Linked DNA regions of Arachis hypogaea: region 1 is linked to region 2. Evidence: chromatin contacts called from public Hi-C data. All regions are on one chromosome and are shown on one strand. Each heading gives the region's core, a stretch centred on a gene start, on an enhancer-like site or on the middle of the called end of the contact. The rest is flanking DNA. Distances are from core to core; before and after follow the strand shown. Region 1 holds the start of LOC112754345 (cysteine proteinase 15A). Region 2 overlaps LOC112754334 (protein ACCUMULATION AND REPLICATION OF CHLOROPLASTS 6, chloroplastic).

Region 1 (7,296 bases), core at 1,286-3,785, 57 kb before region 2:
GATATTTATGTAGAATTTAATAGCATAATTATTTATATGTCCTCGTGGACTGCCATGCCTTTTTTATTTTTATTTTTTTATTTAAAATTTTAAACCCGATAAATTTGATTATTCAGAGGCATGGGGCATGCCAAGCCTTGTTTAATATACAAATTTTCCATCTTTTAATATTAAATAATCCTTTTTCCTTCCCCTCCTTTTCTTCTATCTTACCATGGTTCTTGGAGAAAGACATACTATTTAGTATTTTTAGTTAAAAGCATAAATACTTCTCATAATTTAAGCCCACATACACCTCAAACCTTAATATATCAAATTTTTTTGGGTATGTTAATTAATATATATATATTAATTAATATATATATATTAATTAACAGAAAAAACAATCGTCACTGATGGAAGTTGGAAAAAACAGAAAAAGCAGGATTTGGAATCAAATTAGCTCCAATTCTTTGAAATTAAAGCATCTCTATCCTTTGATTCCAAAGCTAATGGCACGTATTTTATGTTGAATTTATAAATTTACTTGTTTTATGCGGAAGATTATGGAAAGAATCAAAGAATTATTATAAAATGAAGCAACTTGCGTGTGGAAAAGGTGGCTTTAAAAAATTGATTGATAAAGACATTTAAAGTAAAGATATTAAGAAAAGATAAGAAGCTTAGAAACGTAACATTGAATAGGGTTTGGTTTTAGGATCGAAATATTTAATTAAATTAAAGGACGTTGAAAGATAATGAAATGCAACGACAAATTGGTAGCAAAAAAATTAACATAATAATAATGCATAGAAATTCATGCAAAAGAGACACATACAATAAGTGAACGAACTTTTGATATCTAAACTTAAACTTATTAGCTTCAATACAAAAACGTACGTAATATATATCGGTATATTGAAAAAGATTGTTATTAACTTATTATGTATATATATAACATCAATTTAAGCTCAATTAAGCTTATATAATTTAATTAAGGTTAAATTATTCTGTTAGTCCTTATAATTTCGTGAAATTTTCAATTAGGTTCCTATATTTTTTTTTTAATTGGGTCCCTGTATTAATTTTTTTTTTCAATTAAGTCCCTCTTAGTATTAATTGACTTAATTTTATAGGGACTCAACTGAAAAAAAAAATTGGTATAGAAACCTAAATAAAAGAAAAAAAAAAGCGTAAGGACCAAATTAAAAAAAAATTGGTGCAATGACTCAATTAAAAGGAAAAAAAATATAAGGACCTAATTAAAAATTTCGTAAAACTATAGGAACCAATAAAGTAATTACCTTTAATCAAACATGGTGGCATCAAATTTTTAGTAATTCGTAATTAAACCTTGAGATCTTTTGCTTTACTAATACAAATATGAACACTCTTTAAACCTCAATTTTATAATAATTATACAAAAAAAAAAGTATTCGCCTATAATTTGCAATGTTATAGAACATCAGGATTTGGATAAATAAATTAATATTAGTGGAGAATGCAGATATTTTTTCCTTTCTCAATATTAAATTACATTTGGCACTTTACTTGTGCAACGTGAGGACGAAAGTTTTGTTGTACCAAAACAATTACTTATAAACTAAGAATTTAATTTCTTATGTGTTTAACTTATAGTATAACTTTTCTATACCACTGTCGCATTATATTGATGAATATAGAGAGTTAATTATATATTTTTATAGTTATTATTTAAATATAGTACCAAATAATAAGATTTAATGGAACGACAATATATAAAACTTTTATATTATTAGTGCAATAATTAAAGTTCATTATCAATATTGATTTTCAATGTATTGCTTTTGTTTAAATTGATAATAATATATTCAAATGAGAGGCAGTAAGCAATATAATTAAAAATAGAGTTTCATTAGCAAACCGAAATTATTTTTAGTCAATATAAATAGACTACCTTTTAAAATTACATTTACATATAAAATTTTAAATATTAAACCCCAAATATTTTTTTTTCAAAAAAAAAAATTAAGAAAGGTATTTTGACAATAAAACATTACTAATATTAATTAATTAAAAATTAATTTCGTATACTTATTCATAAAAATAATATGATGAGAAATATAAACAATAAACATGAGACGGTATATTTATATATGAGGAGTGTTAGAGGACGAGCAACTTTTGTGATTTGTAGCCATCAAATAGCTATTAATGATATTTTTAATGGTGTGAGATTTCATCCAATGATGTAGAATTATTCATTTTTTTTTCTAATTACATGCTGTCCAGAATTTAATAAAGTTGTTATGTATTATGAGTATTAGGAGATATAAATCTATCTAATTCTAATAATAAAATAAAACAAGTTTAATTATTATCTAGAGAAGAGGATCTAATCTTATATCCATATATTGATGTTTATAGATATTTAAGGAATGAAAAAAATTAATTATTACACCATAATTACATGAAAATTTAAAGATGCTAAAATTAAAAGAAATTAGTTGATTATAAAGTTACTCTAGTCTATATTGCATTTAATATAATTAAAATGACATTATGAATTGGAAAATATCAAAACCCAAAGATGACACCTTTGCACAGAAAGAATGGATGAACAAAGAAGAGCCACGTGGCAGTGATCATGTGAGGACTGAACTCACAATGGAGCAGAAAGCGACCGACCAATAACATATCTCCACGTGTCCCAACCTAACATCACCCAACCCCTAATTAAATTCCCCCACGGATTCCAAAAATATCTTCAATCCACTCTCATCTCCATTGACCAAACAATGGCTCGCCTCTCCCTCCTCCTCCTCCTCCTCGTCGCCGCCGTCGCAACCGCCGTCGACGACCAAGCGGATCCCTTGATCCGTCAAGTAACCGATGGAGACCATCACATGCTCAACGCCGAGCACCACTTCACAACCTTCAAGACTAAGTTCGGAAAGTCTTATGCCACTCAAGAAGAGCACGATTACCGCTTTGGCGTCTTCCAGTTAGTTACTCCAATCTCTACTGTTATTAAGCACGTGACTTAATTCAGTAACAAACTTCTGTTTAGTTTGTTAGAGAATAAATCGATGCTTTATATCGTAGATCTGGCGAATAAGCTTACATGTTTATGTTTCTTATTATAGCACGTGACTGAATGAATATAGTTCGTCAGATGACGGTTATTTTTCTGGTATTGTTAGTTGAGAGTTGTCACTGTAACTGGTTTTGTTTGATCGGTGCGATGTAGGGCGAACCTGAGGAGGGCGAAGCTGCACGCGAAGCTGGATCCGTCGGCGGAGCACGGTGTCACGAAATTCTCCGATCTGACGCCGGAGGAGTTCAAGAGGCAGTACCTTGGGTTGAAGCCGCTGCGGCTTCCGTCGAGCGCTAACAAGGCTCCAATCCTGCCGACGAGCGATCTTCCAGAGAATTTCGATTGGCGTGACAAGGGAGCTGTTACTCCAGTCAAGAACCAGGTACGTATTATTATTATTATTATTGAGCTATTAAAATTTATTATTTTTAGTCTCTAATAGTTATTAATATTTAAAAAAATGAGATAAAATTAGTTGTTAGATTATTAGACTAAAAAAATTAACTTAATGGCCAAAAATAATAAATAACTCTTAGTATATTATTATTATTATTATTATTATTATTATTATTATTATTATTATTTAGTTTACTGATAAAGTTTATTTGAAGTATATAGGTTGGTTAAGTCTAATTTTCAAGTATTAAGTATTAACTCAAAATGTCAAGTTGGAGGTATTTTCAGTTAAGCACTTCCAAAAATATTTGATCATGCTAATTTAACCTAAGTTTTATTTTTATGTTAAATTTTTCTGAATCTCTTAGTAAAAGCATATGTGTACTGGACTGAAAACATGACTAGCTAGGTAACAAAAGTTTGTGGTCCATGTTGGTGTTGGTAATTTTCTCTTGATTGATGACCCCTGCTCGGCTAACTCTTATTGATGATGGTGTTTTCAGGGCTCTTGTGGTTCATGTTGGTCGTTTAGCACGACTGGAGCTTTGGAAGGAGCTCATTATCTGTCCACCGGAGAGCTTGTCAGCCTTAGTGAGCAACAGCTTGTAGACTGTGACCATGTGGTTCGTCCTCATATGCTTATTTAAATTTTCATGAAATCGTTGTGGTTATCAATTATGATGTTTAATTACATTGATATGTTTTTTGAGATTAGAGAATACTACATACTATAAATTTTATAAACTAACTTGCAAATTGAGAGGTATTGTGTGTAATCTGAAAAATTGATGTGATTTAATTTACCCTTTAACAAAAGATTCCCACACAGATAGTAAAATTAACCAGCACCTGCTATATGATATACCGCTTATCTTAGAACCATGATGATTGATGAGTGAATCAACATATAAGAAATCATTATGAAGATTTAAGATCTTAATGTTTTCCTGACATGATTTAGAATAGAACACAAGGTGGTCATTTGATGGATTTACATAGTTGTGGTTTGAAGTTGAGTTAACAGCTATGAATCTATGACTTGCAGTGTGATCCAGAAGAATATGGAGCATGTGACGCAGGCTGCAATGGTGGGTTGATGAACAATGCTTTTGACTACATACTCCAGGCTGGAGGAGTACAGACAGAGAAGGACTATCCTTACACTGGAAGAGACGAGACCTGCAAATTCGACAAGAGCAAGGTCGCAGCTACGGTTGCAAATTTCAGTGTGGTTTCCCTTGATGAAGACCAAATTGCTGCAAATCTAGTGAAGCATGGCCCTCTTGCAGGTACCTAATCTTAAATTGTTTCCTTACTTCCTCATCTGAAGAACTGTGTTTGGCAAAGTTTGATGTTCTGTTTTTTGCTTTGCTTGGTACAGTTGGTATCAATGCAATATTCATGCAGACATACATAGGGGGAGTCTCATGCCCCTACATCTGCGGCAAGAATCTGGATCATGGCGTGCTCCTAGTGGGTTATGGCGCGGCCGGATATGCTCCCATTCGCTTCAAGGACAAGCCATTCTGGATCATCAAGAATTCATGGGGAGAGAGCTGGGGAGAGGATGGATACTACAAGATCTGCAGGGGTAAGAATGTGTGTGGAGTGGATTCCATGGTCTCAAGTGTAGTAGCTACTACATTTACATCTAGCAACAATTAAATTAAAATGCAACAAGGACTTTACTTTATCATTCTGGAGTTTTATGTAAATAATAACATGTATGCTGTGAAATGTTCTGCTAGAAGCTAAGTAAGTATCTTTGTTTAGGATCTCAGGAAAAAAACTGCAATCTTCAAAGTTTGGTTATGTATTATCTAATATCTGTATGCCTTGTAAGTCCAGTGCCAAGATATTTGTGGCAACTTGGCCAGTAATTAAATGAACTGGAAAACTTTGCTATGAAATCTTATATCTTATGGCTTTCTCTAGTAATCTGTTTCGTTTTATATCGTTGTGAAAAATTTGATATATTCTTAAATAAATGTAATCTAATTAATTCTTGACAACATTATTTCAGTTTTAGTTCTGATTCCCTACTTAATAACGTGAAACAATGTTCAATATTTACGTGCGCTATAATACTAACCTGCATTGCCATATCTAAGTATGAGATATGACCCATTAGACATGAATTCATAGTATTGATATAATGATAAATTGACCCATGATTTTGATGTTCATAGTATAAGCGTCAAATCTTAATCATTCATCTACTATTTGAAAATCATAAAATTAAATCTCTGTATCAAATGTATAGTTAGAAATTTAGAATTTAATATCTATGCTATCTGTAAATTTAACAAATGAGTTTACCAAACATTTTTTTTTTATCTAGAAAAGAATCAAACATTATAAAGGGCTATCTAAAAGGCCAAAGTAGACATCCAAGAGTGGGTAAGGTAGCTGTGGGGCTACCTAGGAAAGAGGCAAATTAAGAAAGGGCTACATACTTAGGTTAATCAAATATTGCTTGGAGAATTAGGTGGCTGTGACCACTGACCTTTAACTGAAGGTGGCATCTTTATATTAGTCATAAATTGATACAGCAAATGAGTGTGTTAACATTTTTGAAGATCGATGTTGCAAAAATGAAGATGGCTCACTTCAAATTAATCATCCAGGCAGAAATAGAACCATCTTGATTCAAACGGTGTTATGGTCTTTTCCTTTTGTTATTCACTATGCTTATTAATTTGATTTCTAGTTGGTTTTCTATGCAATGGTCCTTTCATTTTATTTTTTTTTCATTCTTTTTGAGTGGCTTGATTTTTCTTGTATTGTGCTCCTATCTCCTTTGAGTGTCAAAACATTATGCAATTATTGAAACAAAAAATTGAGAAATCATGTTATCTACTTCTTCTTAGAGAAATCATGCCATCCAAGTATAGAGCTATTAAAGTTTAATTAGGTTAACAAGTTGAGTTGGTCTAGTGGTTAACTTACTAGTCCGTTTAAACAAGCGTCGGAGATTTGAATCTTGCCTTGTGTATGTAGTAACCCATTGGCTAGCGGCAAACCCTTAAATGAAGCTCAGATTCGTGATGGATTAGTCATTGACGTGTCGGAATGGGGGATATGGTGCGAAAGAAAAAAAAAAGTTTAATTAGGTTGACCCCTTTTTTTTTGTAATAATTAGGTTGACCTTTTACATGGGTTGACTCCGAAACCGCACACTAAATTATTGTGTACTAATATATGGTTGATCCAATTAAAGTTTATATATAGGCCTAATAAAAAAAGACCAAACAGAATGCTAACCCAAGACTGTTGAGGCTTTCATGCTACTAGAGCCCACCTTTTACTCTCAAGACTTATTAATGTTCCATATTTGTATATTCCTATATTACATCCATAACTATTTAAGGTAAAAAAAAAAATTATTTAATTTTAATAGCAATTCGTAGTATATATGAATCATTACATAAATGTGCTAAGTAAACTTGGACTGACCCAAACTTTTTTATTTGTAGGAAGAAGCTATGTATATTGAAAAATGAAATTAAATCCCTAAGGAAAGCCACCCTAAGTTTGAATAGAATAAAATTAAAGTATGCATAGTTTCTACTTAGCTTCCAGCTCTCTAGCTCCTGTAACTTTGGAAAAAGATATACACTGATAAGTATGCCGTAGTACTTCTTTTTGTTGAAATTTATAATCATATAATTACTATCATAATAAGTATTTACTCTTAACAACTTTTGAAGAGAATAAGATAATATGAAAATTTTGGTCAATATATAATATTGGACAATAATTGGAAATAGATAATACAGCTAAAAAGAAAATGATAAAAGGTACTTCCTACCATCCAATACGTTAAAAGAATCCTTTAATTTCTA
Region 2 (7,085 bases), core at 666-3,165:
TATTACTAGTTGTCACAGTTGTATATAGGTTACGCCACCAAAAAACTAATTATATCTGTCCCCACATGATTATATATATTCAAAATCTATAAGACATTTTGAAAAAAGTGGTAAATTTCTTAAGTAGTTGCAAATAGAACACCTTGTTATTTATATAAATTAAATTCAAGTTAGTAAGCTAAAATAAAAATGAGTGTATCTTTGTATAATAAAGTTTAATTATATGAGTTCCTCTTAATTTTATTATAAAATCTAAACATTTGGTGATAGAATTACGTTGTTGTTGCTGTTATAGATGGATAAAGTGGGAAAAGTGAGTACATTAGCTTCTTATGCAGTACAGGTGATGAAAGTACACAATAAAAAAAATTCAATTCAACGTGTTATATTTGAGGAATATTTTAATTCTCTATGTATTGTTTACTTGTTTATTAATTTATGTTTATCGTCTAATCTATTTTTTTGGTTGATTTTGGTCTTTGATGACGATATCAAAGGAAATTAAATTTAATCACTTGATATTAGTACCATGTATTCCTTAAAAAGATCGAGTTATTCACTACTGATTTAAAAAAAATGGTTGTTGCAACTAATAAAGAATAGACCTACATTTTACAAATATACAAGTATAAAGCCTCACATTATCTAAAACTAAAAACCTCGTAATATTTATAGGTGTAAAGTAACTAACTCTTATAATTTCTAATAATAAGATTAACTTTTGCTACTAATAATATAAAAGCCACTTGAAAAGTTATTTGCAAGTCTTTTTATGTATAAGAGCTAAAAAAATTTAACATTCATACAATAATTTAACAAAACAGGTCATAACAAAGATTTAAAAAAAAAAATTGAGATGTCTTAGGGTTCACTTTGTTCCCCCACATACAATTATTGTAGCAATAGATAGGGTAACCCCTATGTGTCCCCACTAACAATGCATGCTCTAAAATAATTACTATATAGAGTCATAATTTATCTTTTTTTGACTTTTTAAATGCATTTATAGTCTGAAAATAAGAAAACTTTTGTGTTAATGTCTCCCTAACATAACTCTTTATTATATACCAAGTCAATATATTTTTTATTATTATTAAATAAAATGTGAGATGGATAATTATATAAAATAATCTACACACTATTTAAGTGTGAAAAAATGGTTTTCAACTTAATAATATACTGAGAAACAAAATGAGTATACTTGTAATTAAATATCAGCCTTAGCTTCATGAGTAGTCTCTGGTGAAATATTATCAAGAAAAAAAAAAAACTGCTTTTTATAGGAGCTGATATTTACTAAAAGTACTATATAATAATTACTATATTAAAAAGAATATAAAACCTAAAATGTAGTACTAGATTGATCTTTTCATTAGCACACAATTAAACTTTTGAAATATTATTGTTGAAAAAGAGTTCAAAGGAGGATCTAATGAAAATGATAAGGGGAGCATCTAAACGTTTTTAGGGAGGTTACTTTCTTTTTCTCATTCTTTGTTGATTTGATAAAGTATAATTAAAGTTCCCATATATAGTCAACATTTTGGTACAATGAAAACTTCTCCACGAAATAAGAAAAACTTTAGTCCATAAATTAATAATTCAACCATGAATGCATCATCTCAAGTGAATAAATAATAATTTATTCCATATATATGTGATTATTAATTGTATTCCCATTTAATTTCTATCTTTCAGATTCATAGGAGTTACTGGTTAAGAAATTTATAACATTAATCATAATTGTACTCTTTTATTCTTACTAGTCCACAAATAAAATTATAGTGACAAATTTAAATAATAAATGATGCGTGTGTAGCAAGAAAAATATCTTGCTCGAATACTATATAGCATATAAAAATTTCTCCCTAAGATACCGTATCAACTTGGCACATTATTATCATACATTCATTGATACATAGGTCCCACTTTAATTGCTTTAATTTGCATGAGTTGCTATTGCTTGGCCTTTAAGCCTAAGAAGACTTTGAGATAGAGAACAACATGTAACAAAAGACGTAGTAGATACGAATAATATTTCACATTATCATAATGAAGCTTTTGGTACAACTATCATGCAATATCATAGCTGAAGAAAACCAATCAATTTGTTTCCTGGATTTTTTAAACGGATTAATTTGGTCTATAAATTTTATAATGATGGATCAAATTAATCTCTTTTATAAATTATGTTTTAACATTATTGTTGATGAAACGGTAGATTTTAGTGTTACGTCTTATAATATTAGTTATCATGCCACGTGTCATTAATACGACAGGTCATCAACAAATCTTTTTGTTACAGGTGGTATTGTCGGAACACGTTATTACTATACCATAAAGTATTGATAAATGATAATTATAAAATTCAAGGACCAAGTTAATTAACAGGTGAAAATTTAGAGACCAAAATAATTATAATTGTTATATCAAAGAAAAATAATACCTTTTAAAAATTAAGAAGAAAAGAGAGGAGAGAAGAGAGAAAAAATAAATGCAGCCATCTTATTATCACGTTTGTTAAAATTAAAACTCTTTATATTTGCCATATGAAATACCTAATTCACTCCGTGCACCTATTTATTTTTTTATTAAGAAAAGTAAATTAACTCATTTGTTAGATTAAGAAATCATACTGCACAGAATAAAATCAAACTTGAGGCAATAGTTATCACTTATTAAGTTATTATCACCTTTCGTTAAATTTAACCGATACCTGATATTTTGTTTGGACATGGCTTAGATCAAAGTCCAAATTACATGTTTAAAAAAACAAAATAAATAATAAAAAATTATTTATTTCTGCATGAAATTTTCAAACATTTTGCAGCTAATTGAACAATCTGATAGCACATAGATGGAGTATTTACAGGTTAACTACATTAAGAGTGCTCGAAAAGTGCAAACAATATTACAAAACATGACTATGACTCAAGAACAGCTCCTTCAACGATTTTCCAACCTGAATCTGAACAAGACATCACATATCTTGTTGTGTAGGTTTTGCTGCTTGAAGCATTGTGCTGCGGATGACTTACAGCATTGAGGTGGGTTGACTCTTTGAGAGTTGTCTCGACCACCGCACGCCGCCCATTCTGGGATATAGTCACGCTATCGATGCTGAGGTCCTCCAACGTGTAGTTATAGGACCAACCGCGCTCTGCAATCTCGGATGCCCGATCGGACCATATCTTCAACATCTCGTGATCAAGTACCTATAGCATATCTTAAATTCAGCAAAACTTGACATATATGAAGATGAAAATTAAGGAAATCACAGTAGAATTTCAAGTTGTCTAGGATAAAATCGCATTCATTAGTCTACAATGAGCTTCTTTTAAAGCACTTCCTCAAAATCACAAGATTTTCAGCATATTGGTCATGTTTTTGTAAAGTTGTGATTATCACCTCCATTTTCATAAGGACCAAATTAATTCTTTACCTCTGGCAATTTTTCGAGGCAGTGTTCGGGTCCAAAAGCTTGGGATTTGATGTTCTGCCAATTGCGAACCACAGCTTCAGCAACCCTTGCATCCATTTTCGGAAGTTGCTCTTCTAATTCTTCGCCTCCCGAGGAACCTGTGCAGATGAATATGTATTATACGCACCATGCAATAATTGCTAGAAGTTAACTATGAACTTCTGAAATCAAATTTCTGATCAGCAGTAACTGAATCATTCAGATGATAAGAAATTTCATGATGGAAATCTATTTGTAATTGTGATCCTAATTGCGGGTGTCTCTAAAGGTAATACCTATGTTGACAGTATCTGATGCCAGTGCCGAACCAGTTGTCTTGCGTATGGTGGGTGAGCCATGCCTAGCAGGTATAAACTTCAAGCCAACCACAGTCACGAGGCCAATCACAACGCCAGCACACATGATCTTCACAGTTGCATCTTTAATTTTGTCAGTAATTATCTCATCACCACTTATCTCAGAAGATTTTCTTGTTCCAGAAACCTCAATACCAGTCGAAGTATCTTGATCCGGTGAAATTAAAAGATTCTCACTTTCAGAAAGATTGAAATATTCCTTCCCGTCATTCTCTTGAGTTTTCACAATTTTATCTTCATAACCAACAGGAAACACCTTCTTCAATGCATTCATTGCACTATCCTTGACATGACCAATAACAGCAGTAGCCTCAGCTCCGATTTTCACTATGGCTGCTGCAGCAGCCAAGGGTGAATGCCCAACACTCTCCAGCCTCTCTAGATACCTGAGCACTGTAGGGTCATCATAGTAATCTCCAAGCTTGAATGTTATCTCTTTAGTATCTCTGAATCTCGGAAAAACTACTTCCATCAACCATGCCTCTAACAATCTGCAGAGTCCAGGAAGATCACTGTCTTCATCACCCTTGGCATTTTCCATTACAAATTCTACAATGGATGAATTTCTATATGGAGAGCTCTCACTGTCTAGTCCCAACCATGATCGACACTGATCTAGCTCCCCAACAAGCAATGCACAGAGGCCCCTTTCTAAAGCAAAATCAACCTCTCTCTTTGGAGCATTAATAGAGGCAGCATGTCTCATAGTTGTTACCTTTGTTTGTTGAAGTTGTTGGAATAAGTTATCCGCATCTTGGATAAGATGTGGCTTTTTACCTACAAAGGCTTGAGCAACGAGCGCAAGTGCCACCCCATACGCTTCAAAACTTTCAGCTGGTATATTACTTGGTGTGGCCACAAAAAGATCAACCTTCAAAGAATATTGAAGGTAAAAAGGAAACAAGATGAGGGGAAATTTTCAAAAATAAACCTGAAGAGAAAATTACAGAAAAATATGCAAAACGACAATGCAAGAATACCTGTTCAACTGCTGTCATATGTAAAAAAGCCTCATTCATGAAGTCCTCACGTGTGAAACCCCCAGCAATTGCTGCCGCACCACCTCCTCCAACAGCCCACAAAATGTTGCGGACACCCTGCAGACCTTCATCCCTTCGTGCTCGATGTTCTTCATCAAGGGGCAAGGATAGAAGTTCCAAAACACAACGTGGGGTTATCTCCTCCAGTGTCTCATCGATTTGTGCTTGTAAATCTGGTGCTAGGCTGCTTGCTCCTTCTTCCTACATAATCAAGTTCGCAGAGAGCACTTTGTATCAGAACTGTATTTTATATTGTGTCAAATTTTAAACCATCAATGTTTATACAAAACCTAATTGAACATTATAACAACTATACAGTGGCTTGCAATGTCATGATTAATCCTGTCACAGTGTCAAACCAAATTCCACACATCCCTATTGATATAATTAGAAGCATTGACTTAAAAAAAGTCAAATCATCCGAAACCAATATTCTTTGGAAAATGGCAAATTTTAAGATACAGCAATCGAGAAACAAAAAAACCATCATCCATAGCCATGGAACTATCATATTCACCTGCAAAAGTTTCAATGCCCTCTCAAGCATCTCACATGCAGTAATGAAATCCGGAGTGGTAAAGGCCATAGCATCCCTCGAGATGTCAACATAAGCGAGCGACATGGCCAACACGACATCTTGCTTAAATGACTTGGGCAATCTCTCTCTCAGCAAGCCCTGCCCAATCTGAAGCACCAACTCAGTCTCCCCAGCTTCCTGCAGCACGCAGAGAGCTCCAGGAACCTGCAAAAAACCCATCACTGCCTTCTTATGCAATTGAACAAATTAAGCCAAAAACAACATGGGGTCACCTATACATACACTCCACTTGTCAAACACATGTACTGTGATAAGGGGGAAACTTTTGACATATAATATTCAAAATTTTGTGCATTCCTTCCATATACATTGAACCATACTCCAATACTCCATCCATTGCACAACATTTATCCTTTCAATCTTTATGCATGTCAATAAAAACTTGCTTTGACAATATTAATAGCAAAACATGACCTTATTCTACCCCAAAAACAAAAATCCTGAATTGAAATTATAACCTCATTTATATACTCTATTTACACTCCATTAACAAGCACAATTAAAGTAAGAATTAAAAACATGAGTCTTTGCCGCTGGTATACTAACCCGACTGGAGGAACTATAACTGCTCTCAATACAGTTCTATATACATCCAAGGGCTCGAACTCGAGACAAAGGGGATAAGGATGAGCTTACCTACCACTTGAAAATCACTAATAGACTATGCAGCAAAAATTAAACTATTTCCCACTAGTTGAAGATGATCTCTAATGTTTTAATCTAGTGAATAAGAACTACCTGAACAGTTTAAAAATCGAAGTTGCATTAACAAACAAACAGCATTATCGAACTCTAAAGTCAAGTTAAGTCAAGTCATAAACTCCAAGTTTACGATTCAAGATTGGCTGAGCTTCAATTATAAAATGACCTTATCGAAAGGGACTTGAGTGAAAACGGTGGCGTCTTCATCTTCAACGAGTCCCTGGTTGTACTCCCTGCGGGAAGCAGGGTCAGCTAGGGTTTCACAAGCAGCTTGGAGAATCTGGCGGCGGCTGATTAACGCTTCGTTGCTGAACGCATACTGCGGTGGCTTCGAGAAACGCGCCTCGTACGCGCGTCGAATACCGTCGCCAAGGAAATGCGTTTCGGCGCCGAGGATTCTGTAGAAGTCGAGAGGAATCGAGACGAACCGCTGCTCAGGCGGAGAATCGTAGCGCGGAGGGCTGAGAGTAGCGGATGCGGCGGCGGCGGAGGAGTAGTGGTGGTCGGAGTCGCCGATGAATTGGAAGTCGGAGATGAGGCGCTCCGCCCATTTACTGGCGGAGGATGAGAAAGAGAGGCGGGTACGGCGTTGTGAAAAGTGGAGGAGTGGCGGGGCGCAGAGGCCAACGCCAATGCGAGGGAGTAAAGCATTAGCTTCCATTGTGGGCAGCTCTGTTTTTTTTTTTGTTTTTCTGCTTTGAGCTTAAAACCCTGCGCAGATTTTGGATTGTTTCTCTGAACCCCTCACTCATAACCTAGAACTCCCAAGTCTTGTCAACAGCTTCCGTTGTAGTCTAGTTGGTCAGGATATTCGGCTCTCACCCGAAAGACCCGGGTTCAAGTCCCGGCAACGGAATTTTGTTTTACTACATTCACTTAATTTTAGTATATACATAACATTTTTACTA

What was found. A called contact is a pair of places that touch in the nucleus more often than the background predicts.
Region 1: a Hi-C map of leaf shows a contact between it and region 2, with 2.7 times the contacts expected there. The contact joins the promoter of LOC112754345 here to the enhancer-like site in region 2. A contact is called at or near these places in 3 of 8 Hi-C or Micro-C datasets (leaf and an unstated tissue).

The regions. Positions count from the first base shown.
Region 1 is chr16:963,894-971,189 of arahy.Tifrunner.gnm2.J5K5, reverse strand. It overlaps LOC112754345 (cysteine proteinase 15A), which reads left to right and starts at 2,535. Exons shown (of 5, transcript XM_025801957.2): 1 at 2,535-2,962; 2 at 3,209-3,437; 3 at 3,955-4,074; 4 at 4,497-4,740; 5 at 4,833-5,361. The coding sequence starts at 2,757. The coding sequence ends at 5,116.
Region 2 is chr16:906,886-913,970 of arahy.Tifrunner.gnm2.J5K5, reverse strand. LOC112754334 (protein ACCUMULATION AND REPLICATION OF CHLOROPLASTS 6, chloroplastic) reads right to left here. Exons shown (of 6, transcript XM_025801949.3): 1 at 6,344-7,085; 2 at 5,395-5,619; 3 at 4,818-5,078; 4 at 3,757-4,708; 5 at 3,443-3,579; 6 at 2,783-3,215. The coding sequence starts at 6,838. The coding sequence ends at 2,925. It overlaps TRNAE-CUC (transfer RNA glutamic acid (anticodon CUC)), which reads left to right and starts at 6,961; the gene lies at 6,961-7,033. Within about 2 kb of position 1,915, at least 1 of the 3 cell types and tissues checked has open chromatin away from gene starts, as enhancers often do.